Linked DNA regions of Ovis aries: region 2 is linked to region 1. Evidence: chromatin contacts called from public Hi-C data. All regions are on one chromosome and are shown on one strand. The core of a region is the stretch at or near the end of the contact, and the rest is flanking DNA. Distances in the headings are between cores, read along the strand shown. Region 1 overlaps LOC114114509. Region 2 overlaps KMT2E (lysine methyltransferase 2E (inactive)).

Region 1 (7,164 bases), core at 4,598-7,097:
ATTCTATGTAATTTATGTCTACATTTGTATTAGACAAGACTGTCAGGAAAGACATCAAGATCCTACTATCATTATCACTAGGGGATGGTCTTACAATGCCAATTCTTAAGTCCTTACTCTTTTACTTTGTCCCAAGAATAAACATATACCTATGCTATCTAAAAAAACAATAGAGAAGGTAATACTGCCTCTAGTTTTCAGTGTATAGGGAATTTAGTTGGCTTCTAGTTCAACATTTTGAATTATTAATCAAGAAGATTTGGAGTGGGAAACCACAGGAAGGGAATCATGGCAGAAAATGCTGCTTGCCCTACTGGCTGAACTTCTGTTTTTTTATCTGAACTGATTTTTATTTAGGTCTACCATTCGGCATGCAGGACCTTTAGTTGCAGCATGTGAGATCTAGTTCTCTGACCAAGAATTGAACCCAGGCCCCTTACGTTGGAAGCACCAAGTCTTTTATGGACCACCATAGAAGTCCCTCAACTTTTCTCTGTTGTTGAACCTATATACTAAGGAATACATATCTAAACATTTAGTAGAACAGTGTTCAGGCTTCCTGATCCTGAAGACAAATGTACTCTTTGGGAAGAACATACAGTTGAGTTTGTCAAGCTTTCTTTTATTTATGGGCACAAGGACCCGTTTCTACCCTGGTGATCAAGAGTGGGTCCTTAGTCCAGAACATGGTAGTTACATCATAGGTATGATTAAATACAGATGCAGAAATTTATCTGGTATTTTCAGCAGATGATATATACTTGGGTTTTCTCACTTTCCATTTCTCTCTGATACTAACCAACTCATCCCTGCCTTTATTCCATCCTTCCACCACCACCGCCCACTTCTGCCACCCCAGTTCAGAACCTGTGCATATGGTGCCAGGATTTTGTTTAGGACAGCTGTTCAAATGAGCCTTCTTGCCATCTAACCTCTCAGGCAACATCATGAATTCAAGGCCACATCTGTCACTCAATATACATTCAAATTAGAAATTTGGAATCTCCAATTCAAATTGGAAATATTGGAAATTAATCAGGATAAGCTGACAAACGATAAACCATGGAGCAGCAACTTAAAAGAAATTGAGCTTTTTTGATTTCTCTTATGGGGACACAAAATATGCTTATCTTCCAAGCTGAGTTACTCACTGGCCAGATTCCAGCCAGAGACTCTAGTCTGTGACCTTCCTGGGTCATCCCTGGAAGCCCCTTTATACTGTGTAGCCAGAATCTCAGAGAGAGGTTGCTAAAGCCCCCAATCCAAGTTAATTAGCAGCTCTGGTCTGTTTTTTGGACATTTATAACTCATCCAGGCTCCTCTAGATTGAAATACCTGAATGAATGCTGGAGACATTTCATGGTTGTTTTGAGAATTCCCTCACAACTTGGAAGGTTATTCTCTAATACCATAAAGCATTTCCCCATTTTCCAAGTAAGGAGTGTAAAAAGTCACACAGCAGTGTCAGGATTTAAACCTTTCTTCCTCTAAGGCCAAAGCACATTTTGTTTCCACCCCTCACTAAGCAGAGTTGGTCCAAAGGGTGGAAAAGTCATTTGACAGCATTCTAGTCCCTTCAGCATCTTCCCTGAGTAGCTTTGTTATTTGCTGTAAACACTTGTAGATTTCCAGAACCACAGACACACCCATATAAAAATGTTAATGACTAAAATGCCCTGTAAAACCAATAGAAATGAACAGTGTATTGACGTCACACTGGAATTGTCTCCTGCTTCTCTCCACCAGCACAGATAACTGAGAATGAAGAGGATTTTTTCTTAAATTTACAGTCAGATCTCTCAAATCTGAACCCCCTCTGTCATTTTGTGAACTTCTCATTATGGAAAAAATGATGGTGAGTGATAATGCTTTAAGCTACTTTTCAAATAATGTAAAGTCTGTTCTCCTACGGAAAAAACTGAGGCTTGTTTAAAAGAGAACTTTTCCAAGCCCCCAGGCGCTGCTGAAATTCTTGTAGAGGACACACATGTGGGCAGCTCTGCTGTTAGTGCTTATGCTTTCTAAAAGATCCAGAAACTGTAGCTTCTGGTGAAGTGCCCTGCTGGAACAGCAGGCTTTAGAAAACCACCAAAATCCCACTGGGATAAAAGAGGTTCATTTGTTTTCAACTTGTAGCCCTTCTACATTCCAGGAGGCCCATCCCCCAGGCCTGTGTCTATGGCTGATTCATAACCTTGCACCCACACAAGTCTAGGCATTCACTGGGATCCTAACAAAGAGGTTAAGGTGTAAACCTGGAGGAAGTTTTTAAGGACTAGAGGGAGTTGGGAGTGAGGGGAAGATGGGAGAAAAGGTAAAAGACAGGAAAAGCAATTACATGATCATATAGTTGTCCCAGGCAAATGAGCACATATGTTGGGGAGGCCTGGCTGCTGAATGTGGTTTCAATAGCCAAGACCCTGCCTTTGATTCTGCAGCATGGCTTCCAGTGAGAGAGCTCATTGGCCGGTGTGGGGTGACCAGGCTTATCTGATTGTGAACACCTCTCCCCATCATCGGGTTTATTTTATATGCTTGCATGGCCGGATCTGTGTTTCCAGGTGAAAGGCTTAGGGTGTGCAGTGTATTCCCTCAAGGGTAAATCAAAGCAGCTGCAATCTTCTGCCAGGAAAGAACTTACTGCCCCAGCTTGGAGGTTCAGTGGACGATGAGTGAAAAAAGCTTTCTGGAATAGAAAATGAGATACCTAGCTGACTCGAGTTGGAAGTGTGGCTCTGACATTTATCTGGGTGACCTAGAGCATATTTTCTCTTCTGGAAAATGGGGATAATATCCTTTGCCTAACTAGATTGTGGTTTTGAGAGTTAGAAATAATGTACAGTGCCTGTAAGTTATATACCCTTTAAGAAATAGGGATGCAGATATCCACCACACTTCCAGACTTCAGAATTGGCATGAATTGACTCAGTAAGATGGGATCAGAGAGGAGAATCACATCTAAGCTTTTATTCTATTTTTTAAGCTACTCATTAGCATTCTTCACATTCTCCAACTAGCAGAGCATGATGAGTCAAGATCAATTACTGTCTTTAAGTATGTTTAGTACTGACTGATCCATTAAGTGTAAAAGAAAGATAGCCAGCGATTATTGTTCTTAGTATGTGCAGGGCATTCATGTTAGCATTCTTATGATTATCATCCTCATTTTACAGATGAGGAAACTGAAGTGCAGAGATTAAGGAACTAGTTAGTACAAGGTCACAGTCTAGTGAGTGTCATGACTAGGAAATAACGTGTAGATAGAGGGGTATCAGTCTTGGCAGATGTCGGAAAAAATCAAGATCAGCCACACTGAGAAGGTAAATTTAAATTTTATTCTCTTCCAGTTAACAGCTCATCAAAGATAAACTATGCTTTTGTCATTTAAAAATTGCACTAGAGGGCGCCAAATACACAACTGTGACTCTAGAACTGTTTTGCTAATATAGTTCCCATAGTGTAACAAAACATACAATCAGTAAAGATTCAAGCCAGAAGCCTATCCCAGAAAGAGTATGATGCAGTTTAGGACAATCAAACAGCTTTATTTCTAGCCCCGCAATTAAAAGAAAGGAAAAATCCTCGTGCTTTATATTCAGCAATTTATAATTTGTTTCTACCTGAGACTGATTGTTATTTAAAGTGCCTTTCAGCTGGGTTTTCAAATTTCTCTTTGCGAGGTGAGTGGTGAAGAGTAACCTGGAAAAGGGTAGGGTAATCTGGATGAAAATAAATTTAAAAAAATTAAACACTGAGTTTTTTTTTTTAATTTATTTAGCAAAGTAAATCATGCATTAAAAAAAAAAAAGAAAACAAATACCCCACCTTACATCCAAGAGCTTAAAATTAAAAGGAACACCACCCCGTTCTTAACCTTAAGAGGCAACATCTTTGAGGTAACTCCAGATTCCTAAATAATGTTTGTTTCTATTTCTTGATTTATCAAACTGACATTATTTATCTTTATGGGCTTTCCAGGTGGTGCCAGTGGTAAAGAACCTGCCTGCCAATGCAGGTAAAGGTAACAGATGCAGGTTCGATTCCTGGGTTAGAAAGATCTGGAGGAGGGCACAGCAACCCACCCCAGTTTACAAAATAACTTTTATTTCTCCATATTAAGAGAGGAATAACTCAGCATTGCAGAACATTTAATTTTTTTTACAATAATGAGATTACTTTGAATATGGGATTTCATCAAATTATACATGATGCTCATCTTTCCATGTCATTAAGCATTGAAAATGTCATTTAAAAGAAACTGTAGTGTAACTTACATAAAAAATTTTCTAAAGTATAAGGAACCTCCACCTCTTTAACCAGTGTGATGACAAGATCATCTCACTGCACAGTAGAAACTGTGATATTTGAAGATCTTGTCTTAGTTATGCAGCAGTGAGAATAGTGTCTGAAGGGGCAAGGACTTAAGAGTCCTGCTGGGAATGCAGAAATCAATCAAAACAAGTCAACAACTCAGCCTAGAAAAGTTCTAATTACTCCTCAACATCTCAAGATCAAATGGATCATGAATGAATTAGTCACAAGTTTGGAGTTTCTCAGTTTTTTGGTGGAAAATAATTTTTTAATGCTTAGTTCTCTTATAATTTCCTTGTAAATTATCACAAGCAGCACAGAAAACTGCTAGCGTCATTAGTGCAACTAACAAAAAATCTAGCATCTTTGTTTAGATCTTTTTTCACCACCCCATCTCCAATCTACCTGGCTCCAAATGGTAGGGGGTACGGGTTGGTAAGTATTATGGTTTGTTGTTAGTTAGCAGCCTAAAATGTACTTGGGAGGAAGCCTATCTACTACTACTACTACTACTACATTTTTCCTCTGAAATAAAAACAGAACGGTGCTACAATCATACCAAACCTAGGCTTGTCTACCATCCCTACAAAATACTCATCCAGTACTAAGCTCTGCAATAATGGTCAAGTTGAATACGAACAGAAACTTCTTCAGAACCAGGAGCTTGAAAGGATGCCTGGGAGCTGGTAACATACTAAGAAACACCAGCTTTTTCAGATGGGAGGAGGCCATTCCTATGGGGACGGGGAGAAGCCTTACCTAACACAACCAACATAATTTGAACAAATAGATGGTCGATAATTATTTTATACATTTCCTTATTTTTAGTTAGCCTTTATGCTAGATACAACTCTATGCCCCGTATGCTAAGGGGTTTGTATGCTTTTATCTCATTTGATCCATCAACAAATGAATCAGCGACATTCATCTTTTAAATCTGGACACAGCTTGTAAGCAGTGTCACGGGACTCAGAATTCAAATACAGATTCTTCCCATGGCACGGACATTATCGTTCTGGCCTCCTCTAGCAGAGCATAATCAACAGTCATTGCCACTCGGCACGTAGGACAATGGACAGACTGACCCCCCGCTACCAGTATTTCCGAAGATGGTGGGTGCAGCCAGGTTCACTGAGCTGTGTGCACCGCGGCAAGTTGTAAGGTACATTATATACTTTTGGGAAGGAATGAGAAGCTGACCTTAAAGTGCGTCAACTAGGACACTGAACACCGAGAAGGCTAAAACTCTGGACTAGAGGGCCCCAGGAAACGCTGGGCGGAAGTGGGCTCGGCCGAGGAGGAAATGCGTTTTTGAGGCTCCTCCGAGACGACGCGGGCGGGGCGGCAGCTCCAGCCGGGCAGCGGTTGCGCAGCCTGCCCTCTCCTCCTGCGACCCCCTGGAACTGCTGGCTGCCGGCAGCCTCGACCGAAGGGCGGCGGGCCTCTGGAAACGCGAGAGCCGCTTTCCGGGGCCAACCCCTCCCTCTCCCCCGCTGCGAGAGCGGCGCCCCTGTGACGCTCACAGCGGCCCGGCTACGCCCCTCTCGGCGCTGGCCAGCCGGCTGCCTCGACGAGAGCGCCGGGCTCCAGGCGCCGACTCGCTCGGGCCGGTGGTCAAGCCATGAGCTTGCTGTATCTGCTGCGCAGCCACCCACAGTTCCCTCTTCCAAACGGGGAGCCAATGTTTGGACGGCTGGGTAGAGTTCACGAGGGCAAATTCCATCCCAACAGGAGCGAGGGAGTTCTGAATGAAGAGAAAGGGGATCTTGGGTGTGTCCACTGTTTATGATTAAGCCCGTTTATCAGATATACAGTGAAAAGGCCTATTTCCACAAAAGGCCAAAACTGGACGACAGAACCTCTCCTTCCTCTTGATTGGCCCGACTTTGAAGAGGGTTAACCTCCATTAGCATTTCCGCTAGTTTCTCCAAGGACTGTTGAGGGAAGAGGCTGTTCTAAGCTAGAACGGGGTGCTGGGCTAACAGTAGCTTAAGGCCTCATTACTAACCAGGAGTCCGGGGACGGCCCTGAGAGTCGTGTGTGCACTCTAATGTACATTTACAGCATGCTGAGAATTTTTAGGCTTCCCTGGTGGCTCAGATAGTAAAGAATCTGCCTGCAGTGCCGAAGACCAGGATTCAATCCCTGGGTTGGAAAGACCCTGGAGAATCCCATGGACAGAGAAGCCTGGCAGGCTACATACAGTCCATGGGGTCGCAGAGAGTCTTAACACGACTGCGCGACTACCACTTCACTTCATGGGGCTGTCAAAAGGTCATGGCAAAAAATTAGTTAGAAATCTGCGTATTTGGGATCTAGGGGAGTATCTCTGGAAGAAACTGATGTTAAAGGTCATTTAAACTTATTTTCTGGGAGCTTGAAACAATCTTAGCCCAAATAATCTGGTTCCATGAAACGCCGTGAGAGGATTCTGATGAACTACTTTAATCCACACTCTGGAGGTGTTTTGAAGCTGTATTTGCTATGTACAAAGATCTTGCATCTTGCACCTGAATTCCCCTTGACTATTTTCCAGTTAATGGTTGGGTTCACAGATTACAAATGTAACTGTAAAGTTTTTTTTTAAGCCTACCAAAGGTTAGCAATAGCAGATTGTTTACGGTGAACCTACTGTGCAGACAAGTAACTTCCTTTTAGATACCAATTTTCTTAAAGATTGCTAATCTCCTTGTTATAATATTTAAATTCATTTGGCCAGGCAAAATCCTTCTCTCCTGCCTCCACAACTAATCTTTCAAAGTGTTTTCATTATTCTCTGACATCTTCATTGAAATTTAGTATCTCAAAAAAGGTTAAATTTTCTCGAGTATACCTTTTCAAAATACAGGACTG
Region 2 (7,388 bases), core at 1,485-3,984, 110 kb after region 1:
CAATGGTAAGCTGCCTGTTTGAAAAAAAACAAAACACAGACCTAATTGGTAACTTTAGAACTACAAACAAACAGTATACCTTCTTATGAAAGTAGTCTTTGTTATTTTATCTCCCAGTCAGTATCTTGGCTCATTCTGAATAGGGCTATACCTGTAAAGATTTGAACTATGCTATTCTGCTAAACGACAGATTTTTGTTTGTTGTTGTTCTCCTAAGGCTAAGCAGATAGCGGTTTGTAATATTAATTTTGACAGATCCTTTTTGCTGATAAGGTTTTAACCAAGATATTTATTTGTCTGTGTCGTTAAAGGTTCATTGTATCTACTCCTTGATAATTTTCACATTTTTCAAACAAATACTCCTTTCCAAAGAACCTTTATCATAGCATCTCATGATTTGTTTACCACCCTTATCATTACCTTGAAACAACAATCATGTTTAGTGTTTCTTCAAAAGGAATAGAAGCAGCTGGCTAGTGAGGGTCTTGGCAAAGGGCAGAAGGCCACGTGCATTTTACATCTTGGTCCTCTTACCTCTGAGCTTCCTGCTAGCCTTATAATCCAGATACAAGGTAAATCTGTAAGGGGTATATTTGGTCCCTTTGGTAATTTGAAGTGATGGTCTGAATGTTAACATGCTACATGCTACGCTTCAACAAGCCCCTCTTCACCAAGAACTTGCTTAAGACAAAGGAATGGAGTCTGCTTGAGTTCTTCAAATTACTGATAAAAATCTCAGTCTGGGGGGAGGTGTTGGGGGTACTGTTTTCAAAACTTAACACCAAAGTATTTCCCTTAAAGAGCCTAAGCCTTTATACCTGGGAGGATATGTTGACCATCAAGTGGCAAAAAATGATCTAGCCAGCAATAACTTTTAAACTGATGATATGACTTGATTTTACAGGACAGCCTCAACTTCAGTGGAGCAAGTGAGAGAGAGGAGTTATCAGAGAGCTCTGCTGCTCAGTGATCACCGAAAAGATAAAGACAGTGGTAAGTGAGCTTGTTCCTTTGCCAAAGAGTGGAGGCAGCTAACCCCCCTGCGCTCGTCCTCTGCATTCCTAATGTTCTCTCCGGGTCTGCTTCTGCTTCGTCTCTAGGGGCAGAGTCACCATGTGTCCCATGTTCACCGAATCATGTTCCGTCTTCTCCTTCATCTCATTCAAATCACATTCCCCAGTTGCAACCCAAGGGCCCAGTCCCTTCTTTCAGTGAACTTACAGAAGGTCAGTAAGCAGATGACCTGTCATGGTGGTGGTTTTAAATACCTTTTGAAAGCATAAAGGAGAGAGCCTTTCTAGATGCTGGTTTGAATTAATGGAATGTACATTGAAGTATTAGTAAAAGGAAATATTTATCATGTAATTTTACATTTTCTGTGATTCCTTATGCTTTACAGATCCTGATCCTGAAAATCTAGAACCCACAACTACAAATGAATGCCCATCCCCAGATACTTCCCAAAATACTTGTAAAAGTCCTTCAAAAATAAGCAAGGTAATAACATTGACCTTTGAACGTGGCCATTCTGAAAAGTGGATGGTAAAGCGCACCTGGAGATTTTTCTGCTGTACCCAAGTATCAGTTTGTGATTTCTGGACATTTTTCCTGTTAAAGTTCCAACGTGGTAAACATACTTCAGCAGCTTACGTTTGCTTCAGTAGCTCACCCCCCTTCCTTATGCTAGTGTCTAGGAAATTTAGAGTCTGTTCATGAAATATTTGACCAGTCAATTAATTCTCTAAAAACAAAAGGTCAGATGACATTCATTTGAAAGAAATGCTACCTCTGTCCTGGATCATGAATACATGATAACCTAATGGGGCATTATCTTTGCAAACTAATAGTGAGGCAATCTGATTTTTTCTTTCTCCTTAAAGAACATTATTATATATTCACATACTCTCATACTTGGATTATCTGTATTTGAACATTGAAAAGGTATTATGAATGAAAACAGTTGGGGGTGGGGAGCAAGTTTATCAACCCCAAGCAGATTTGTCATTATTTTGAATATAGAAATTTAAATTACAGAATTGAAACTTGCCTCAAGTGTTTAAGGTACTTAGGGGGAAAAATGGAGATTAATTTCCTTAATTTGTGTTCAATGAAAATTTGGGGAATTCAGTTGAAGCTTATTAGCAGAACTTGTTGACCTACTTAAAAAATTGGCTTTTTAGTATCTGAAACCTCTGAAGTTGTCTACAGACCTATCCTATTCCCTGCCCCTTTTAAAATGAATAATATAAACATTCATTATATTAAATATATAAAATGAATGTTATAACAACAACAAACTTCAATGTATACAGAATGTTTCATAACTTTATATAATTTGTTTTCTTTACATAGCCTGGTTCACCTGGACCTGTAATTCCTGTTCAGCCACATGGGAAAATACTTACAAAACCAGATTCCCATTGGGAGGGAACAGTTATTGTATCAGAAGCTGAGAATGGTGTCCACCTGAAAACAGAACTCCATCAAAAACAGCTGTCAAATAACCCCCAAGCACTTTCAAAGAACCATCCTCCACAGCCACTCGTTCGCTGTTCATCTGAGCAACTCTCACAAAAGCTGCCTTCTGCACCCATGAAGTTGCACTGTCCTCCGTCACCTCACATAGAAAATCCTCCAAAGTCATCAACGCCTCACACGCCTGTACAGCATGGCTATCTCTCACCAAAGCCTCCTACACAGCAGTTAGGCTCTCCCTACAGGCCTCACCATTCACAGTCACCTCAAGTTGGAACACCTCAGCGAGAGCCTCCAAGAAATTTTTACCCAGCCGCACAGAACCTTCAAGCCAGTACTCAGCAGGCAACTTCTGGAGCATTATTTACACAAACACCCTCAGGACAATCTTCAGCAACATACAGTCAGTTTAATCAGACAAGTCTGAGCAGCACGGCTCCACCCCCTCCACCCCCTCCACCCCCTTCTTCGTCTTATTATCAAAACCAGCAGCCCTCTGCAAACTTTCAGAATTATAATCAGCTTAAAGGTAGTCTTTCCCAACAAACTGTGTTTACATCAGGACCAAATCAAGCACTTCCTGGCGCCACAAGCCAGCAGACAGTTCCAGGACACCACGTTACTCCAGGGCACTTTCTGCCTTCTCAGAACCCTGCTGTTCACCATCAGCCGTCTGCTGCTGTGGTCCCACCCCCTCCTCCACCACCGCCTGCTCCAGGACCACACCTTGCACAACAGCCAAGCCCCCATCAGCCACACTCAGTAGCACATGTGGTGGGGCCTGTTCACGCCGTCACCCCTGGCTCGCATATTCATTCTCAAACTGCTGGACACCATTTGCCACCACCCCCTCCACCTCCTGGCCCTGCCCCTCATCACCATCCACCGCCCCACCCTCCCACAGGACTCCAGGGTCTACAAGCACAACACCAGCACGTGGTGAATTCAGCCCCTCCGCCTCCCCCTCCGCCTCCACCTTCCAGTGTTCTGGCTTCTGGGCATCACACCGCGGCAGCTCAAGCCTTACACCATCCATCTCATCAAGGACCTCCACTTTTTCCTTCAAGTGCTCATCCAGCTGTACCACCGTATCCTTCGCAAGCTACACATCACACCACTCTGGGACTGGGACCCCAACACCAGCCTTCTGGAACAGGGCCACATTGCCCATTACCAGTTGCAGGTCCTCATCTCCAGCCCCAAGGACCAAACAGTATTCCGACACCTACCGCTTCAGGGTTCTGTCCTCATCCTGGCTCTGTGGCCCTGCCACATGGGGTCCAAGGACCTCAGCAGGCATCTCCAGTGCCTGGACAGATTCCAATTCACAGAGCACAGGTGCCACCAACATTTCAGAACAATTACCATGGTTCGGGGTGGCATTAAAACAGACTTCAAAAACATTTTTTAAAATGTTCTGTAAGATAAACTGTATATTTCATATGTACCAGTTATGGTACTTTTTAAAGCTTGTACATGAAACTTTGTATAAAAAAAGAAAAAACACCAGTGCTCTTTCATTGTATTTTTCCCATTTTTGCTTTTTAAAATTCCTTAAAAAATGTGCTGTTAAGCCAGTGTTAGTAGCTTTTATTTTGTAAGTGAACATTCCAGCTGTTTTTCTGGCAGTAGATTTGATGCTACATGATCTTTAAATTTTATTGTTGCAATTAAAATTCATTTAGTGAATGTTTTCTATATTATTTTATACATATGCATTAACCACACAGCTAAGTAATGGCAGTATGAGGATTTTCTTTCTATCAGCAGTTCTGTGAGTGCATCTTAGGTATAAAAAAATGCAATACAGATTTTTATAGTTTGCTGTGAACAGGGCTCATTTTGTTTTATCGGTTATTTGCAAGCAAAATGTAATTTAATGTATAAATGATTTTTAATGTCTCCTGACTGTAAATACTGCATTTCTTTTGCGTATATAATTGCTTACAGCTTTCTCATTTGATATATAGCATTGTACATATGACAAGTCTTTGCAAAACTATGTGATCTTTGTGAAAGTAGTACAGTATATGGCTTTTAATTTCTTTATTTTAAATATACTGTCACATTGAAGCACTGGTTGGGCATTTTAATTCATGTTAATAAACCACAATTATGTCAGTTTTACCAAATTGTCCTGAACAACTTCTGAGACTGGGGTCTGTTTAAGCGTTTTTTGTTTTTTTTCTTTACAAAGTTACCTTTTCCAGATAGTTTGTAAGGAGCCTTCCATTTTCTTTAGCAACTACTACCTCAGTTGAACTGGACTGCAGCAAGCGTCAGGAAGCAGTGAAGGCTTGTTCCTGTAATGTTCCTACATGTGATTTCGCAGGAGCAAGAGCCATAAGAAACTACCATGCTACATAAATGCTGCAAACATTCAGTTATCTGACATCATACGAAAGGGATCCATTTCATTAAAGCAGTACACGATTCAATTGTAGACTACTTTACAACCTTTTGAAAATACAGAGTCTCTCACCTAAAAACAGGAATATCTCACTTGGACATGTTAGCACATGACTGAAATGTCCTCTTGATGAATCAAAACTAGGTGAAAACCTTAACGCAATATTGTCTAGCTATAGTATTTAAAAGACTAGTAGGAAATAAAATTTGTTTTGGGTGTACAAAACTAAAGGAAAAAGGTATTATTTCTTAGCTAAGCAAAATGAAAACGGCCTCAAGTGAACATTTTATCGCTGAACTATAAAATTATTTTGGAATAATACTTATCTTCTACCTCTCAGGAGGAGTAAATAAAACCAATAGAAGGGACAGTATTTGTCAACACATCTTTCATCATGCAGTTGCTTAATTTGGCACAGTATATGAAATCTGTGTATTGGAGAAAAAAGTAGACTAAAAATGACTAAGATTGGCAGTAATATGTTTTACATTTTTAATTTCCATTTCCTTTTAAAAATAGCTACATTAACATAGCTTTGCTTAGGGCTCAATCCTGATCATCTTCACATTTTAAAAACTTAGGTCAGCTTTGCCCTCTCTGATCAGCAGACAAAATTCTACTTACGGTCTTCACTAAAGTTATCTGAGAAGAAACAGCTTAACATCGTCTACTGCCTGATTGATGATAGTTTTAAACAGAAGACAGAGTCCCATAATGAATTATCAGTATTCACACTTCTTTAAAAGGACTGTCCTGAAGATTTACTTCTTCATAGTTTTATATTTGCCTACTACATAAGTAAATATACAGAAGCCTTTCTGTAAATTCCATTAATCTCTAAAAAAGTAATGGGAAAAAACTGGAATTTAAGAAGTAGCTCAATAGAAAAACAGTAGTTTATCCTGGTTAGCTAGCTATAGATGATCCAAGCACAGGAAGAAGCAAGTTAGTAAATCAGTTTTCACCTAGAAAGTTTATGCTTTTTTGAAGCTCCTATATCCACTTTTCCTCTGCCTTGGGGCAGTCCTAATTTCCAGCCAGCCAGCTTCTGAATCTGCTATAATCACATATGTGATCCACTGCTTGTCATTTTCCATGAAGACTTCACATAGACTAGAGAAAGGAAAAGACAGGACATTCAACTAAAATCACTGAGCTGGCTGCAGTGTTTTGCATAACCAGTGATTCTCTTTGAGCTTATATGCATTCATCATCAAGCCACCAAGAATCTGCTAAAAACCAAACTATACCTAATACCCTTGTATATTCTTTCTAGAATCATTGCTTTTACATTTGTAAACTAGTAGGCTATTTTATAAGTGACAGATCCTAACAAAAGTAATAGTAATCTAGACTGTTTCCTAACATGAGCCAAAACTGTATTAGACAAGCTATTCAAGTGTGCTATAACCCTGATAAAAATTCATATAGACTTAGGGAAGACATACATGTATTCTGTGGTTCTCGTGAGAATGGTTCCTGTGCACGTCATGGATGGCATCACTGGTCTACAGCCACTATCTTTCACAGAATCTACAAGGTAACCTACAGCCTCATTAGAAAAACTTAGCATCCACATCACATAAATGAATGCTATCTTCCACCTCACAGCAATACGATCTAATGCTGACTTCTAAGAGAATTATGTGTCTCATTCCTCACAGTGAATAGTTTAAAAAAATAAAACTGACAATGCTCAAAATGTAATTAGCATGTTTTTGATGAAATAAGAATGGAAAAGGTTCACAGAAATTCTAGGTACTGAATCTATACTACAGCATGTTTTTTAGACCCATGTCATACCCCTTACAAACAATGAATGTTTTCCTCATATTAAGCCTTGATGCATGTTCTACATTTCTTTCAACAAGAATGCTGAGATTTCCTTTAGTTCCAGTTATACTACATTAAAAGGATAGCAAATGTTTGTTTCTATCACTTTAAATACAGGCCAATGACCAAGGCAATGTCTGGGAAAAAAAAACCAAAACACTTTAATTTTTAAGACAACTGCAAGCACCTCAAACAATGGATTATTGTTACAACACTTGTTATCTTTTCACAATCTAGTTATTGCAAAGGCATATGGATAAATGTTAATGGACAAAGTCAAGAAAAACGAGGCACCTTGAGGAATGTAAAATTTTTTAAAAAAAACAACATTCAATCCACTGATTTCTAAAAGAGGCTAAGTGTACCTCTATATATTACATTCTAAAATTGTATTGCCTACTATGGTTTGTGTCCTGGATTCTACAATTTGAAGGAAATGCTTAAACAAAATTGTGTGCAACCTGCAAAGGGAAAATCATTTTCTCAACTTCAGTGCATGGAAAGACAATAAAAAAGCTAGTAAAATTTGTTGTAGCCACACACAAAACTGTCTCTGGAATGAATGTAGTCCCCGTTTTCTCTGAGATGTTAGTATTCTTTCTTCCCATTGCACTGCAAGTTGTATATACCATACCTTGGTTCTAGACAAACACAAATAAGCTTTTCCAAA

Evidence for each region. A called contact is a pair of places that touch in the nucleus more often than the background predicts.
Region 2: a Hi-C map of liver shows a contact between it and region 1, with 2.3 times the contacts expected there. The contact joins two enhancer-like sites. A contact is called at or near these places in 3 of 16 Hi-C or Micro-C datasets (blood, liver and muscle).

What each region holds. Positions count from the first base shown.
Region 1 is chr4:47,679,309-47,686,472 of ARS-UI_Ramb_v3.0, forward strand. All of the region lies in intron 2 of LOC114114509, which reads right to left. Among named protein-coding and RNA genes, the nearest start is that of KMT2E, 22 kb to the right of the region's middle. Within about 2 kb of position 5,848, at least 45 of the 54 cell types and tissues checked have an H3K27ac peak or open chromatin away from gene starts, as enhancers often do. A contact at or near this core is called in liver, where this site is marked.
Region 2 is chr4:47,793,702-47,801,089 of ARS-UI_Ramb_v3.0, forward strand. KMT2E (lysine methyltransferase 2E (inactive)) reads left to right here. Exons shown (of 25, transcript XM_060414670.1): 22 at 1-5; 23 at 905-993; 24 at 1,400-1,497; 25 at 2,353-4,602. The coding sequence ends at 3,861. SRPK2 (SRSF protein kinase 2) reads right to left here. Exons shown (of 17, transcript XM_060414671.1): 17 at 6,855-7,388. Among named protein-coding and RNA genes, the nearest start is that of KMT2E, 92 kb to the left of the region's middle. Within about 2 kb of position 2,735, at least 17 of the 54 cell types and tissues checked have an H3K27ac peak or open chromatin away from gene starts, as enhancers often do. A contact at or near this core is called in liver, where this site is marked.